Regions from separate parts of the Zea mays genome. Here region 1 is linked to region 2. Evidence: chromatin contacts called from public Hi-C data. All regions are on one chromosome and are shown on one strand. Each heading gives the region's core, a stretch centred on a gene start, on an enhancer-like site or on the middle of the called end of the contact. The rest is flanking DNA. Distances are from core to core; before and after follow the strand shown. Region 1 holds the start of LOC100193698. Region 2 holds the start of LOC100280571.

The links. Hi-C and Micro-C count contacts between places; a contact is called where the count stands out from the background.
Region 1: a Hi-C map of leaf shows a contact between it and region 2, with 3 times the contacts expected there. The contact joins the promoter of LOC100193698 here to the promoter of LOC100280571 in region 2. A contact is called at or near these places in 4 of 25 Hi-C or Micro-C datasets (ear, endosperm and leaf) and 1 of 3 datasets of contacts at active chromatin or transcription factors (leaf).

The regions. Positions count from the first base shown.
Region 1 is chr3:218,315,281-218,318,576 of Zm-B73-REFERENCE-NAM-5.0, reverse strand. LOC100193698 reads right to left here and starts at 1,703. Exons shown (of 4, transcript NM_001352264.1): 1 at 1,563-1,703; 2 at 1,329-1,392. LOC111591142 (a long non-coding RNA gene) reads left to right here. Exons shown (of 2, transcript XR_002750323.1): 2 at 1-163.
Region 2 is chr3:218,062,921-218,065,987 of Zm-B73-REFERENCE-NAM-5.0, reverse strand. It overlaps LOC100280571, which reads right to left and starts at 1,677. Exons shown (of 5, transcript NM_001153490.1): 1 at 1,549-1,677; 2 at 1,330-1,419. The coding sequence starts at 1,399.

The DNA of each region.
Region 1 (3,296 bases), core at 454-2,953, 250 kb before region 2:
CTCCAAATGGTGAGCAACATAATTTAGGTTATGAGGACTTAAAGTTACATATAACTGGTTTCCCTGGAGACATGTTGTTACATTACACCATGTTCTTTTTAATTTGTATGCAGCGATATGTAGCATGGATAGTAACGCAGCGGAATTTACAAAACGTCAAGTACACCGTTGGATTTTTAGGATATTTTTCTTTAATCATGTGTAAACAGTATTCAGGTGCCATGGTTGGTGTCCTGGAAGGTAGGAAGATTAAAAAAAAGGGAATTGCATTTTGCATTCTGGATCTTGGCAAATCGTGCTTGACAGAAGAAAAGAAAATTCTATGAACCACCGCATCATTACCATTAACAGTATATATTAAGGCTAAGGTACTCTTTCCCAGATGATAAACTGGTTACTTTTGAAAGACACTTTGGGAGTTCATTGCACTAGCATATAGTGGCATATATCTGCTGTCTTGTGTTAGCATGGACAGCACTACCAAATAAGCAGATGGATATATAGAGACGTTTATAATGTACGCATACAGATATTGCAGCCTCTGAGAAGCATGGACGTGTTCATCTTCTATGCCTACAACTGCAAGGCCATCTCAAAACCAGAGTCTGACTGAGCTAAATTGCAATCTGGATGAGTACATTATAAACACTTCATCCATTTCCATCTACCATTCTCGTCGTCGCCCACCCTCTTGCTCTTGGGCAGCATAACTGCGCAAGTTGTTGTAAAAAAATGACAAGTTCAGATGCATATTGGCACATCCGAGCAAAAAACACGACTAAGGGTATAGATGAGCACACCACCAAAACTAAGGGCATCAAATTAAAAAACCCTATTTGAAATGCCATATGGGGCCGTTTTGAGCGTGAGCCCAGTATTGTTCGTTGCATAAACCAGTTACGTACTCATATGCGAGCTGATTGGGGAACGACGACCAGGACCAGCGCGAAGTATTTTGTCTTATATGAAATCATCAGCCAGTGATAAGAAACATGCGGGTCCCAGGTAGCCAAGGAATATTCAAAAATAATAATAATGCATGAACAAAAAAGTTAACGACTAACGGGCTGACGGCTAATCACACATCTAGACAGGAAGAAGAAGAAGAACACGGAAGATGCAACGAAGGCTAAGACTTGGAACGGAGAAATATATGGTTCTGGTGTAATCTTAATCTTCTGCAGCGATCCATGTCAGCTGCCACCTCAGAACCTGCAGGCCACAACCGATCCATCCAAGATTCCTACAGAAGTTCTTGACTAGCGCAGCCCACGTAATCGCGGAAACAAGAAACACCAGATAAAAACTGAGAGAGCCAAGAGACATACCGCGCCGAAATGTCCGGCTCTCCTCTATAACTCCCACCCTCGCCTGTCGAATCCGAAACAAGATCTGACGAGATGAAAAGAAAAGAAAACGAAAGCAAAGCATGGTCAGAGATCGCAAACCGGTCGCAGCGAGCACACAGCAACCTATCAGATCAAACAAACTCGGGGGAACAGAAGCCAATAACAGCAGCAGGTGGGAATCAGAATCCAGACCAAGACGCGGGAGGAGGTTACCTGAACCGAAAGGACGGGTGAAATCGCGTGCTCGGCGAGAACCTGACCCAGAGACCGGAGGTTTCTTTCTTCTCGACTAGGCTGGTGTGTGGTGTGTGGTGTGGGCAGCGTTAGAAACGCACTCGACCCTCGAGCGAGCGAGCGAGCCAGCAACCATGGTCTCGTCCTTTTTGGAGCCTCTGCACCGCACTGCACTGCACTGCAGCATCTACCCCGACGCCTAGAAAGCCCTCCGTTTCGCGTACCTTATTACGAGAACGCCACCGAATCGAAACACCGCTCCCGCGTCCCGCCCCTGCGAGCGCGACGGCGCGAGGTACGGCGGCCACAGTGCAGCGGCTGCCACGCGGGCCCCGCGAGGGCGTGGTCCGAGCTGGCGAGCCGTGGGAGCCAGCTGGGCAGCGCGGCCGGCGTTTTTGTCTCGTCCGTGCGCTGACGCGTCGGGGGCTCTGTCGTTGGTGTTCCCGCCTTAAAGCTAGTGAGCCAGGGATGTTGTGTGCCCATGTTCCAGGTTTGGATCTACAACAACAGTAGTTAGCTGGCTAATACTAGTAGCTCACAGCTAATATTATTTGGATACCTATTACAGCTAATGTTGGTTATATAACTGTTATGTGACTATCTATTAGCCGTATGTTATTTGGATGCACCAGTAAAAATATATATACATGAGTTGTTTTATATCTATAATGTCTTCTCTTTTCTACAGTCAAATATGTGTTGTTAATAGAACATGTGGACAGACGTAGATGGTAGAATTAAAGCGTTTTTTTGATCGACTAGATACTATTAGCTAGATTGAGATATGTAAGGATCGGGTATGTCTGAAAAGGAGTGAATGGACTTATAGACACGTTAAAACAACACTTAGGTCTAGTTTTGAACTCTATTTTTTCAAGAGATTCCTATTTTTCCAAAGAAAAATGGACTAATTTTTTTGGGAAAAAAATGAAAATCACTTAGAAAAATGAGGTTTTCAAATGGCTGGTTTGGTGACCAAGAAAATATAGGGGATCCATGGGTTGAATAGCGAGGGGATTCCTCCCCATATGAATCCCCTTCCCATTTCCCTGATCACCGAAACATCTTTTAAGAGTTATGTTAGCAACGGTGTGATATTGTCGTTTGTAGCGCGGCACTATCTGCCTCGGAGTTGCGAGATGCACAAATTTAATCGATTTCACAATCCAAAATATACTAAAAATTAGATCCAGTAAATTACTAGGATTTCTAAGACAAAGAAGAGCCTAGTTAGTGTTCACCACTTGAAGGTTGTTGTAGACGCACAAATTAATAGATCAGGACAGTCGGTGTTTCTAATTATCACTGGCGAGTAAAATTGTATATGTGTGTTTTAGGTCTGGATGGCGCGTGCTTACTGCACGCAAGAGTTATACTAGCCTCGGCGCAAGAGTAAAGTTTTAAGAGTTATACTAGTCTGGATGGCCCTTTCGTCTGCCTCCGTCTCTCCCGACCCCTCGGTAGGACGCGAGGGGGGGGGGGGGGTTGTCATCATATAGGTATGGTGATCTCTTAATATACTTGTGATCGACAAACCCGACACTTATCTGTCTACTGACTCGTGGTCCCTAGGGACTCAGGAATCCGAACCTTGACAGTAGCCCCGAGCCCCTCAGGGGAGAGTGTATCCCTTGAGTGGCTTCCTTCGCGGTGGGGTCTGACGACGTCCGCTTTGTCATCTCTTCTGTCCTTTTCTTTTTCTTTTTGGACATG
Region 2 (3,067 bases), core at 428-2,927:
TGTAGTCTGGGTAACACTCCTCGAGTGCTAAGCTAAACCAAAGCAACTAAAGGAACATTTTCCTCCAACAAATTCTGGCTGCTTATTACTTCACGTGCACACAGCTCAACATATATGCACTCCAAACCATAATTTATTTTCATGTATGGTTTTGCTATGGTGAATGAATAGCATCACAAAGCTCGACACCACAAATCAAGGAAGTGAGAAAAGTAAATACTTTGCAACTTGAGAACCATAGTTCTTCCAGTTATAGTTCACTGTCCTGATCTCTACATGCCAAATTACTAGTGTAATTGAGGCATCAAGTTATGAATTGAAATGTTTGTACATCAACTGAAAGCAACAAGGATACATTTTCGGATCGGCAGAGCAGCTAAATAGAACTAAAAGGTTCCAGAAATTGATATACTAACACAGCATACCTTTGTGAAAAAAATACTGATGACTGACGTGTCAGTTTTTTTCAAAAAAAAAGACTGACACGCCACATACAGAAAACAGCATGTGTTAAACTAGTTTAAACATGAACATTGAGGACAATGAAAACAAAAGGTTTCATCCATAAATAAAACATGTTAATCTTTTTCTCAGTGAAGGCTGTTCTGTCATTGTTCTACCTCACATTAATGACGCGTCGAACTAGAAAATTAATTAATTCATGTAACTTGATGTGTTGATCGAACTAGAAAACAGTTCATTCATGTAACTTGATGTGTTCCAATGATTATTCCCCATGACATTTGTGTTAAGAGTAATTTTTTATATTCTTTCTGAACAACTTGTTCTAGCTATGCAACAACACTTCACATTAATAGCAAGCATGAAAAGGACGAGTGACGAATCCTACATGCTAGCTGTTTCTCAGTATCCCGTCAATGTTTGTGTTTATGTTGCTAACTACTCGTTACACCAGTTACTGAATGGAGAGGAAAAAAAAACTGACATGCCACCCTCATCTTCCCATTTTTGGTAGGAAAAACTAAGCATTTGACATAGTGCAAATCTAAAAGTTGCTAATTAATCCTTTCATTAGAGAGAAAGGTAAAATCATAAAACGATATGCACAACACAGTAAGAGCCAAACCCCCTGCACGTCGTCAACGACCATCTGTAGTACTACCTAAAAAGTGAGAACGGAACCAATTCATTTCCATGTAACAACGTCGTAACATCTCATATCTGCCCCACCCCTCAAGCACTGAACTAACACAAGGGTTATTCAGGTTGGCTTGCATAGAAACTTGTTGGTTCAGCTCTATATACCAAAAGGAGGGAAGAAAGAAACAACAACAACATAAGAGTAGGGAAGAAAGAAAGCAGTAGGACCTGCACTGCACGAGGTGGGAGGGTCCTTCTGCAGATCCTTGAGCTCCTTCTGAATCCTCTTTGACGCCATCTCCTCCTTCCTGTGCCCTCCTGTTTCCAGTAAAAAGAAACAAGAAACAAGCAATCAGGTTTTGCCATGAAAAGCTAAGCTCAGGGCATATCAGAGACGCCCCTCCTATTTCTTTGGGGCGAAAATAAAAAAAAAGGAGAGAAACATACCTGCCTAGCTGAAGAACTGCTTTTCTCCTTCGCTTCTAGCTCTCGTCTTCCTCTCTCTTCTCAAGGATCAAGCAAATAATGGAGTTGGGGATGGGGAAAGGAACCGGGACAAGGGCATATACGTAAATGGGTTTCCTCTGAACGCTGCTGGTTTGCGTGCTGGCTTTATTTATGCAGCTTCATCGAACCAGCGCTTCTTTCCTGGGGCCCTCCCTTACTTTAGTGGCTACGATGCGATACCATTACCATGGCTGACTATGAAAGCGCCCGGCATCAATTGCTATCCACTAGCTACTCGTCGCAGAGAATTATTCTCTTCGATTTTCGCCTCTCATAACAAAATAAAAAAAAAATTGGCGGAGTAGGCGTGTAGCCGACGTGCAAGGTTGACGCCGGACTGTCCCTGATCCACTCACCAGCCAGAAGCTCCGCTCTGCGCTCGCCCACAGATTCCTCTGATTGGGACAGGCTGATTGATTCCTCGTGGCCTATCTGTCAGTGGCCGGACGGCGGAATCCAATTCTGGCGTGGGAAACCAATTGCCGCCGTGGAACACAGCTGCTGCTTGCTCGCTTCTAGGAAGGTTCTCGAGTTCCGGGGCGTGAAAGGAGTCTGAGAAGTGTAGCTACCAAGGGAAAGGTCAACGAAAACGTTGGCATCTTTGAATTTGATTGTACACAGAATGATAACACCATATGAACGATGCATGTATAATTTGAGGAGTTTTTTTTTTGTTATTATAGCATTCAGTTAAACTGTCTTCTCTCTTCTATTATCCTTAAATCTAACTTCTCTAAAATAGTATTTGTTGAAGAGCCTCTATTGTTGAAGGTCCTCGAAGTGTTTTATTATGTTTCAGGTACTACCAAAGAATGGTGAAGCTAGACTTTGTCCAAACTAGCGTACCAAAAGCGGAGGCGAAGCAGAAGAGCTTCAGCTCCGAAGGGCTGATACAAGAAAGTGATTGAAGGAAAGAGCTCAGATCAGTGGCATCGATGCACGAAACAGATGAGAAAAAGAAGAATCCTTAATATAGACCGGCTCGATAGAAAGGAGAAAGGACAACTTTACCCTACAAAATTCATAGATCATATAAATAGGGCTTGGACATACTTGTAATTTCATATGAACTTTTACTTCACCACTATAAATATAGGATCGGTGTCATTGAGAGCACCTAGAGGGTGGCACCGGACGATTTGATGATTTATAGCGGTGGGACCCAGCGCTGGCCCTAGCAGGGTCGAGCAGTGCCCCCGACCGGGGCCCCCAAATTAGTGGGGCCTCACACCATTGTACTAAATAACAGTATATATATATATTGTATAGGTTTGTCTGTTAGCTTTATAAAATTTTTAAATGCCTAATTATAAGTCAACAACACGACAGCAACAAGCAATGATAATTAGGCATAGCCTATCAATCTTGATTTCTATATTCTAGTAGTAGTACTTCATAGTCTCAGGCTCAACCACCTAGCTCTCAGCGTATAACGAGACAACGACGTTTGACGTTTCAT